2 separate regions of the Zea mays genome follow, and region 1 is linked to region 2. The links are chromatin contacts, called in public Hi-C maps. All regions are on one chromosome and are shown on one strand. Each heading gives the region's core, a stretch centred on a gene start, on an enhancer-like site or on the middle of the called end of the contact. The rest is flanking DNA. Distances are from core to core; before and after follow the strand shown.

What was found. Hi-C and Micro-C count contacts between places; a contact is called where the count stands out from the background.
Region 1: a Hi-C map of leaf shows a contact between it and region 2, with 4 times the contacts expected there. The contact joins the promoter of LOC100285766 here to the promoter of LOC103636219 in region 2. A contact is called at or near these places in 2 of 25 Hi-C or Micro-C datasets (endosperm and leaf).

Annotation. Positions count from the first base shown.
Region 1 is chr8:158,061,699-158,066,008 of Zm-B73-REFERENCE-NAM-5.0, reverse strand. It overlaps LOC100285766 (IAA-amino acid hydrolase ILR1-like 4), which reads left to right and starts at 2,256. Exons shown (of 3, transcript NM_001413757.1): 1 at 2,256-2,842; 2 at 3,345-3,470. The coding sequence starts at 2,495.
Region 2 is chr8:157,876,588-157,880,729 of Zm-B73-REFERENCE-NAM-5.0, reverse strand. LOC103636219 reads right to left here and starts at 2,752. Exons shown (of 7, transcript XM_008658574.4): 1 at 2,061-2,752; 2 at 1,824-1,956; 3 at 825-928. The coding sequence starts at 2,650.

The DNA.
Region 1 (4,310 bases), core at 1,007-3,506, 190 kb before region 2:
AAACGTGCCTAAAAAATATGTGCCGGGCAGACCTCTGCTACCTCTTGACAAACTAAGAAAGGTCCCGGCTGGTGTTAAAAGGTTGCATGACTGGTACATGCGGGCATCATCGGTTGGCATCGACACCATCAGTGTGCATATACCAGACCATGCTTTTATTGGTTCGAACCAAAAGGCCGTTGTTACATTCGAGGACATGTGGTTAATGATGAACCTTCAGAGACTCGACGTGCAACTTGTAACGATGTTTGCATTGTAAGTGTCGCTCATACTTCCACATATGTGTGTTATTATTAGTGAGCTGTATAAAATTTCAATATCTGACATGCACATGTGACTTGCAGAATGCAACATGATCAGCAGGAGATTCTTTACGGTACCAAGCCCAATGCTAGTGCCAGTAAAAGGGTTGGGTATCTCAACCCAATACTTATATCCGAGGAAAGCCACACTTTTAGAATCGGGAAAGACAACGATGAAATACGGGGAAAGACGGACGAAGAAGTTGAGAAGCGTATAAAGGATATGAAGGATTTTGAAGCTCGATACGCCACATACATAGGACATGCAATGCTTCAATTTCAAGACAGGGAAGCCATAATGGCCCCGTACAACTTTAAGTAAGTGTGATTTTGCATAAATAAAATTAATAATTTCAATACACATGCATCACAAATTTGATTCGTACAGGGACCACTGGATATGCTTCCTCATTTATCCTAAGGTTGGAAAGGTGCTGGTGCTCGACTCCTTGAACTTCGACCCTTCGACATATGCAACATTCCTCAGCATCTTAGAGCTGTAAGCCTTTTCTATGCATGCATACTTTTATCGATTAAAATTTGAGAATAACATGGTGATTCTATTTGAGATCACAGTGCTTATAGATTCTATAAGATGAGAGGTGGAAAGTACGACCTGTCGAAAAAACTCGTGCCACTAGACATCCATCATCACTGGCCGGTAAGTATGTGATTTTATGAATACATATCATACACAATGTTGCAACTAAATAACCAATCTCCCGTTATGTAGTGCCACAAGCAACCACAAGGATCGGTCCTATGTGGATTCTATGCGTGCGAGTTCATGAGAGTGAACGGACGATACATCACGAACCCTGACAAGGTATTATTAGTAATAGTTAAGTATGTATTTATGTCATTAAAGATGCAAATGTGTTATTATTGAGTATAAATAGATGATGTTTATAAAATTCCTTTACAGCAATTTCAACGAGGAAACCCGGAGAACTTGACCGAAGCTGCATTGTATGGCATAGTCGAGGACCTCTGCACATTCATATTGAAAGAGGTCATTCCCGCAGAAGGAAAATATCACGATGCTTCCGGGACATTAGCTTTGCCAGAGTTCAGAATACTAACAGAAATTAGTAGATTATCTCTTAGCCGAGATAGTTATTAGAGCTTAGGTGAAAACTTATGATGTATATAATGCATGAAGCATATATGGTTGTAAACAGAATACTTATTGATGTATATAAATGTATGATAAAATTTAATTTCATGTTGCTTTCAATATCAATATAGATATATATATATATATGTTTGTGTGTGTAAATAAATATATATATAATTCAGTATTGTTTGAAATTTTGAAAAAAGGCGGGAAAACTTCCACTGGCGGTTTTATAAAGAAAACCGCCAGTGAAAAGTGCATTTCCACTGGCGGTTTGCTTTATAAAACCGCCAGTGGAAATGCATTTCCACTGGCGGTTTTCTTTATTCAGCCGCCAGTGGAAATGCACTTTTCACTGGCGGTTCGTTAAGAAAACCGCCAGTGAAAATGCACTTTTCACTGGCGGTTCCAAAATAACCGTCAGTGGAAATGCTGATTTCCACTGACCCCTAGCACTGGCGGTACTGAAAAACGCCAGTGTAAATATGTTTAGAACCGCCACTATAGAGCTTCTGTGTACTAGTGCAATCCGACACAAACTAATAAGACCTAAGTCGAGCCAAGTCCAACGGTTCGGCTCTTTTCCACCTATAGTGCACAAGTGACAAGTCCCACTCAGAACTACTAGAGCAGTGTCGGATGATCGATGAGCCATAAAACACAAAAACTAGCGGCGCCATGGTGTCGGCCGGTGTACGACTCGTGAGTCGTGATCGGTGAGGCCGTGGCCAGGTTCCCTCGCCAGGCCGCAACGACTGGCCTGTCTGGCCATACCGACGGGCGACGTCTCAGTCTCACGACGCGACGGCCGTATCGGCCTCCGCCTTTACTTTCCTCAGCAGCACGTGGTCTGAAATCCAGCGCGGCGGGGGCGCTGCCCAGCCCAGGGCACGTTGGTCACGTGCGCCGACGATGATGCCACGGCCCGGAGACAAGGAACGGATCGAAGGCAGCGCAACGAACAGGACCATATACACAGACGACGCAGCGCAGACGTTGCGCGCGGCGCGGACGCCACCCCCGCCACAATCCCGCCCCCTCCCCCAGTGCCCGTCCGGCCTCTTGTCCGTCGCCGATGGCCGCGCCCGCGCCGAGGCCAGCGCGCGCAGCCACCCTCGCCCTGCTCGCCCTCGTCGCCGCGTGGCTCGGGGCCTCCGCGGGCGCGGGCAGCGACGACGTGCTGCGCCGGGCGCAGCGCGATGAGTTCGCGGCGTGGATGGCCGGCGTCCGGCGGGCCATCCACGAGCGGCCCGAGCTGGCGTTCGAGGAGCACGAGACGAGCGCGCTGGTCCGGAGGGAGCTCGACGCCATGGGCGTCGCGTACAGGCACCCGGTCGCCGGGACGGGCGTCGTCGCGGCCGTCGGCACCGGGGGTCCGCCGTTCGTCGCGCTGCGCGCCGACATGGACGCGCTCCCGCTGCAGGTACGACGAGCAGTGCCGCGCTCCCGTACGCTCTTTCGACGTTCTCGAAAATTCGATTCGGGGATGGGCAGCCGAGGGTTCGTCTTCGTTTTCGTCTTCGTCCCGGCCCATCCCATTCCCACAGATTGAATTAGCCTTTCCGCAGCAAATTGGACGATAGATTAAGGCGCCTATCTAGTGTCATTGGAAAAGCGAGGAATGACACTGGCGTTATAGAAATAATAATAAATAAAAAACCTTGCACTATTAGCAGGAGCCATGCGTACGGGTCGAAGTGTTCTCCGTCGTGTAAAGTGCAAAGTCAAGCTGGCTAGCACCTTGACTCGTAGCAGCCAGTACATGTGGTAACCACGCACATCAAGTTGACTCCGAACTCCTCGATGAGCTGCTTGCTTTCGCTCCGATCGATGTTGCAGATATCATACAGTACTCTCACTGATCAGACTTTACTTTCCATGGCCTCCAACTCCAAATCAACCTGTTTTCAATTTCTGTGGATCAGGAGGAAGTGGAGTGGGACCACAAGAGCAAGGAGACCCGGAAGATGCACGCCTGCGGCCACGACGCCCACACCGCGATGCTGCTCGGCGCCGCCAGGATCCTCCATGAGCGCCGCCACGACCTGCAGGTTGGTCGCAGCTTAGAACCTCGCTCGCCTTCTTCCTTCCCTCCCTTCATTGTCGTCGCACAAAGCGCGCTTGCATATTTGTTGCAAATTGTGTGTGCAGGTTTCATCTCAGTTAGTGGTTAGCGCTGGTATGTGCTTTGGTTTGTTGCGAAGTCATTTTCCTGCTTGATGCTTGAGATCTCTGTGCTCACCTTTAGACTTTGTTCAGTTACGTATGGATTGGAGAAGATTAAATCTCCTTCCATTCGTTTTTAACTAGCAAGGGATTTAATCATCTTCAATCTTCTTCAATTCATTTCTAACTGAACAAACCCTTAAAGTGACAATGAACCTTATAGCAAAGTCCCTCGATATCTTTCTTTGCAGTGTCTTAGCTTTTTGTTAAATATAAAACTAGTAGAAGGTAATTTAGCGCCTGGATTTGCTTTGTCTCCTCGGTTGCAGTGATTGTTTGGCCACAAAACTTGTAATAAACAAGTATTCTCTATGTTCTTTTCTATTTATCGTGGTTTATTTCAAAAATAAACTAATCGAACGACAAATATTCAAGAACATATGTAGCAGTTGGAGGTAGTAATTGACTAAATTTTAATCCACAAAAATCTAAATAGACAGACTAATTATTCGTCCATTAATCTACAAATAAGAATCAATATGACTAGTTGCTACTACCACAGATTATCAAAAGCTATAACGTTTCAAGTTCCTGGTTCCACCTGAATCCACATTTATATCTAGGACGTTTCCAAGCGTGTCACTGTCATCACCAAAGCTCTCGTGCGTGAAGACATAGTTCCACTGAAGTTGAACTACGGCGTCTAGATGAAGTGTTCTTAGAGT
Region 2 (4,142 bases), core at 1,503-4,002:
TGTGGTGGGAGGTTTGTTTCGGTTTATCCCTTCCCAGACCTCACCCATGTGGGAGCCTCCGACACTAGGTTTGCCCAATGACGTGATGCTAGGAAAATTGCCATAAGGAAAAATAGATGTCTAATGAACTAATGAAATCGTTCCAGAATAAATTGTAAGTTACATAACCAACTAACTAGTGTGTCTAATGAACTAATGAAATCGTTCCAGAATAAAATGTAAGTTACATAACCAACTAACTAGTGTGCTTCTATACAGCAGCGGAGGACCCGGTATGGCGTGCTATGGCGTGTGCCATACCTCATCCCGACCCATCAGAGTAGGACGTCTCCTTCCTAGGTTAGCAAGCTCCCAATTTATCCTAACCGTGAGTCATCTGCCCTGCAGGCACCCGCTCCATGCCACACACACGGTGCTGCAAAAGTGTGAATACGACCTTCAGCCTCCAACGCTCTGCCACCCACTTGGCTGCTTCCCCTCTGGTCTCTGCCTCTAGCACTCCTTCCCCTGGCTGCCCGACGGCAGGAACGCGCGACCGCGCCTCCTTGATCCGACGACCCGCCACCTGCGGACCTACCTCAGTGCCTCCACACTAGTGCGACGATGCCTCCTGCCCTCTTCCAATCCGCCATGAGCCTACGACGCCATTAACGACCTGCCTCAACGTGCGGCGCACATGGCACCCCCGCGACTGCCATACCTCATTTGTTGGCTGTGCTCCGCCGCTGCTTCTATAACCTCAGATCAATAAAAAAAAACTATACAACTAAAATCATGGAACAACAAATATAAGTTTGCATAATAGAAAGAAAAGGTTGCCTTACTTCTGTGAGTCAATAATGGACAGACGTGCTACTATAAGTTCACAGTATACTTCAATCAAGTCATATGCTTGCATGAACTTTTCTTCCCTTATGACATGTTCAACCTGTGGGAGAAATAAAACAGAGTCGGTAAGAAATAATGAGCTCTGTGCTGACATAGTACTATTAAGACATGTTACAACGGTTGTTTGTGCACATTTCATCTGAACTAAAACGACCTAGTCATGTTATATGGCTTGTAAGTTGGAGCCTAACAGAGTTTACCTACCAGGACAGCAGTACCAGAAGAAAGTTGTGTACAGCATTAAATACTTCTGCACATACGTTTGCAGAGACAGGCATGCAAGAGTAAATATGGAACAAGTATAATCAGCTGCATTGGTTCTACATAAACCAGGAAAGAAAATCACACACTTTGACACTTATATCTGCGAGAATCCAATGCCCAATGGAACATCAGCGTTGAACAAAGCAATACAGAAAACCAGATATTCAGAAGAACAAACTCTCTTCCGCACAATAACCACCAGTGGACAAACTCAGGCTACAGTGTATGTGCTGGCGTGCACAGGGAAGGCACATGACGCGGAATAACCACCACTAAAATATTATCAAACAAGTCCCAATTATCAAAAATCATTGCAGTCCACGGTTAGCAAGATGGCTACATGTCCAACAATCATAAACCACGGCCTACCTAGGCAGAGCATGCACATCCACCCCGAATTGCAGACATTCTGTCCATTAGCACGCATATAAACAAACACCTAGGCTGCAACGGGCAACTAAGTTGTACTCAGCTTGAGGCCAGAATGCTCCAGCTTCAGAAGCCAAGTCCACGCGACGCGTTATCGAACTCTACAACCACAAGGTCAACTGTGCTACCACGAATGGAAGCCTGGGAGGCGCATCGAGTCAAATTCGGACCAATGGGCAGGGTGAAATGGCGAACGAGATGAACCATTAGGGAGGTAACCAGGTGGCGGGGAAGGCACGTACCCTGATGCGCGCGGTCATGTCCTGGTTGGCCTCGAGCAGCTGCGCGACCTCGCGACGCATCTGGCGTACCTGCACCTCCTTGCGATTCCGCAGCAGCTTGATCCGGGCCACCGCCATCCGCAGCGACGTCTTGCTGGGAAACCATCGTAGGAAGAAAAAAAAATAAAGCAGACGTTAGGTAGGTTACCCCATCCTTCGGCATCCAGCCGGGAGCAACAGAAATCGATCTCCACAGACCACTTGTCAGGCTTGAAGCCCTTGTGCAGGACGCCGGAGAATTTCCCCTTGCTCTTGTGCATCTCCGCCCCCGCCGCGCGGCACGGACCTGTGTCTTCCGGCCTGATTCGAATCCAGCCAAATCCAAACCGGGCGCGACACCAAATACCTGCCAACCTCCACCTAGGCGGGGAGGGGGGACTCCCTTTTGTCGCTGCGGCGGTGGATTGGAATATGGAAAGATTCGGGCTCTCACGCACGCGGGAGGGCGCAGGCTGCCGCTGCCGCCTGCTGCCAAGGGGAACAGAACAGGGGGAAGGAAGCAGGAGGAGACTTTTTGCCGAAGGAAGCAATTGTATCGCTTTTTGGTTGGAAGGGGTGGAATCCGTGCGGGCGATGCAGGGCAGCGGGAGGATCGGCCTTCCTCGCCGCTTCGCTTGCGCGTTGTCGGTTGGGCCGCTGCCCGCTGGCATGGTGGTGGATTGACCTTGACCGGTGGCCTTCGACGACGGGTTCGAGGCGCTCGGCTTGTGGGACGTGACCCTTCGGTGCAAACACGGCTTGCGTGATTGCATATTTGCGTAAATTGCGTTTGCGTTGACGCCGGCCATGTAATAAATCTCCCTTTGCTACATGGTAAAATGTCCTATTTTCTGTAAAAACAAAATCGATTCTTGTAAAACCATGTATGACATCTATAAAAATTTCTGCGTTCTAAACCTTCTGTTTTGACCTACTAGTAGTAATTTTTCACGTTGGGAGTTGGGAATTTTTGTCTCCATAGCTTTAAGTCTGTGGATGGGAAAAAGCGTGTCGTGTGTTCGGCATTTTCTGCGTTCCCAAGTGTATGTGACGTGTGGGACTTGGGCTTGTGGATTCAAATATTTACGTCTGTTGATCAGCAAGAAAATGGGTGCAGGCCGCGTTTGCAACAAGGCTCTAGATGCGCATGGGGCACGATAGGCTTCGAGATTCGCTGTTCTTTAGAAATCTTTATATAATTTAGAATCTGGTAATGTAACTTGCGGAAACTAAACTTTCTTCCTTACAAATGAGGTTTTGTTTAAAGTTGTCGTCCGAAGCCAAGGTCCCAAATACGTAGATTGTGTTTCAGCTGCAGGGCCAGTGGGCCACATGGCATTGCTCTAAGAGCAAGGATAATGGTTACGCCAGTTGACGACACGCTGGTAAAATAAACGCTTTACCAAATAAACTTAGGGCCTGTTTGTTTACCCCACAGATTATATAATCTGGATTAAATAATCCTAAGAGTCAAACAAACAGTCCAGCTTATTTGTCCAGATTATATAATCTAACTCCTTGGATTATGATAATCCATAAGCAAGTGAGGAGGTGCTTATTTCAGATTATTTTTTCCCACTTCCCCACTACCCTTTCAAGTTTTCTAGAAATTACCCACCATTGTCATTATAATCCACCGAATCGTTTTTGCGCCTAGTACTAGTCAATTTGGGATGAAGAAGGTGACATGAATGCCTTCCGTGATAATATTGCTAATGCAATATTTGCCAATGTCAATTGAATTATTTTTTTTCACATATGAGTTTCAACCTAGTACAAATATAGAGGGCATTTTTGTCTTACTCATACAAAAGAATCCTATTAACAACTCAAATAATCTGGGTAAACAAACAGGACTACTCAGATTATATAATCCAGATTATATAATCCAGATTATATAATCCTCCAAAAATAATCCAGATTATATAATCCATGTGGGTAAACAAACAGATCCTTAGGGCCTGTTTGTTTCAGATTATAGATTATATAATCTAGATTATAATCTAGATCATATAATCCAGATTATAATCTGTCTAGATTATAATCTGTATATAGCTGTTTGGTAGTCTGGATTATACAAATGCAGATTATTGTTATCTAACACACAAAGTCAACAATGCCCTTGTTTTTTATTTGATTTCTTTTTTGCAGGTATATGTCATTCTATCGATTCATACAAATATTTTGAAGATACGAAAAATAGATGTCATTTCGTACATCTTATTTATGCACAAGAAAGTATCTATAAATAAAATTACATTCTCCTAGCAAACAATGCATTTGCAATTTGATCTCGAATAT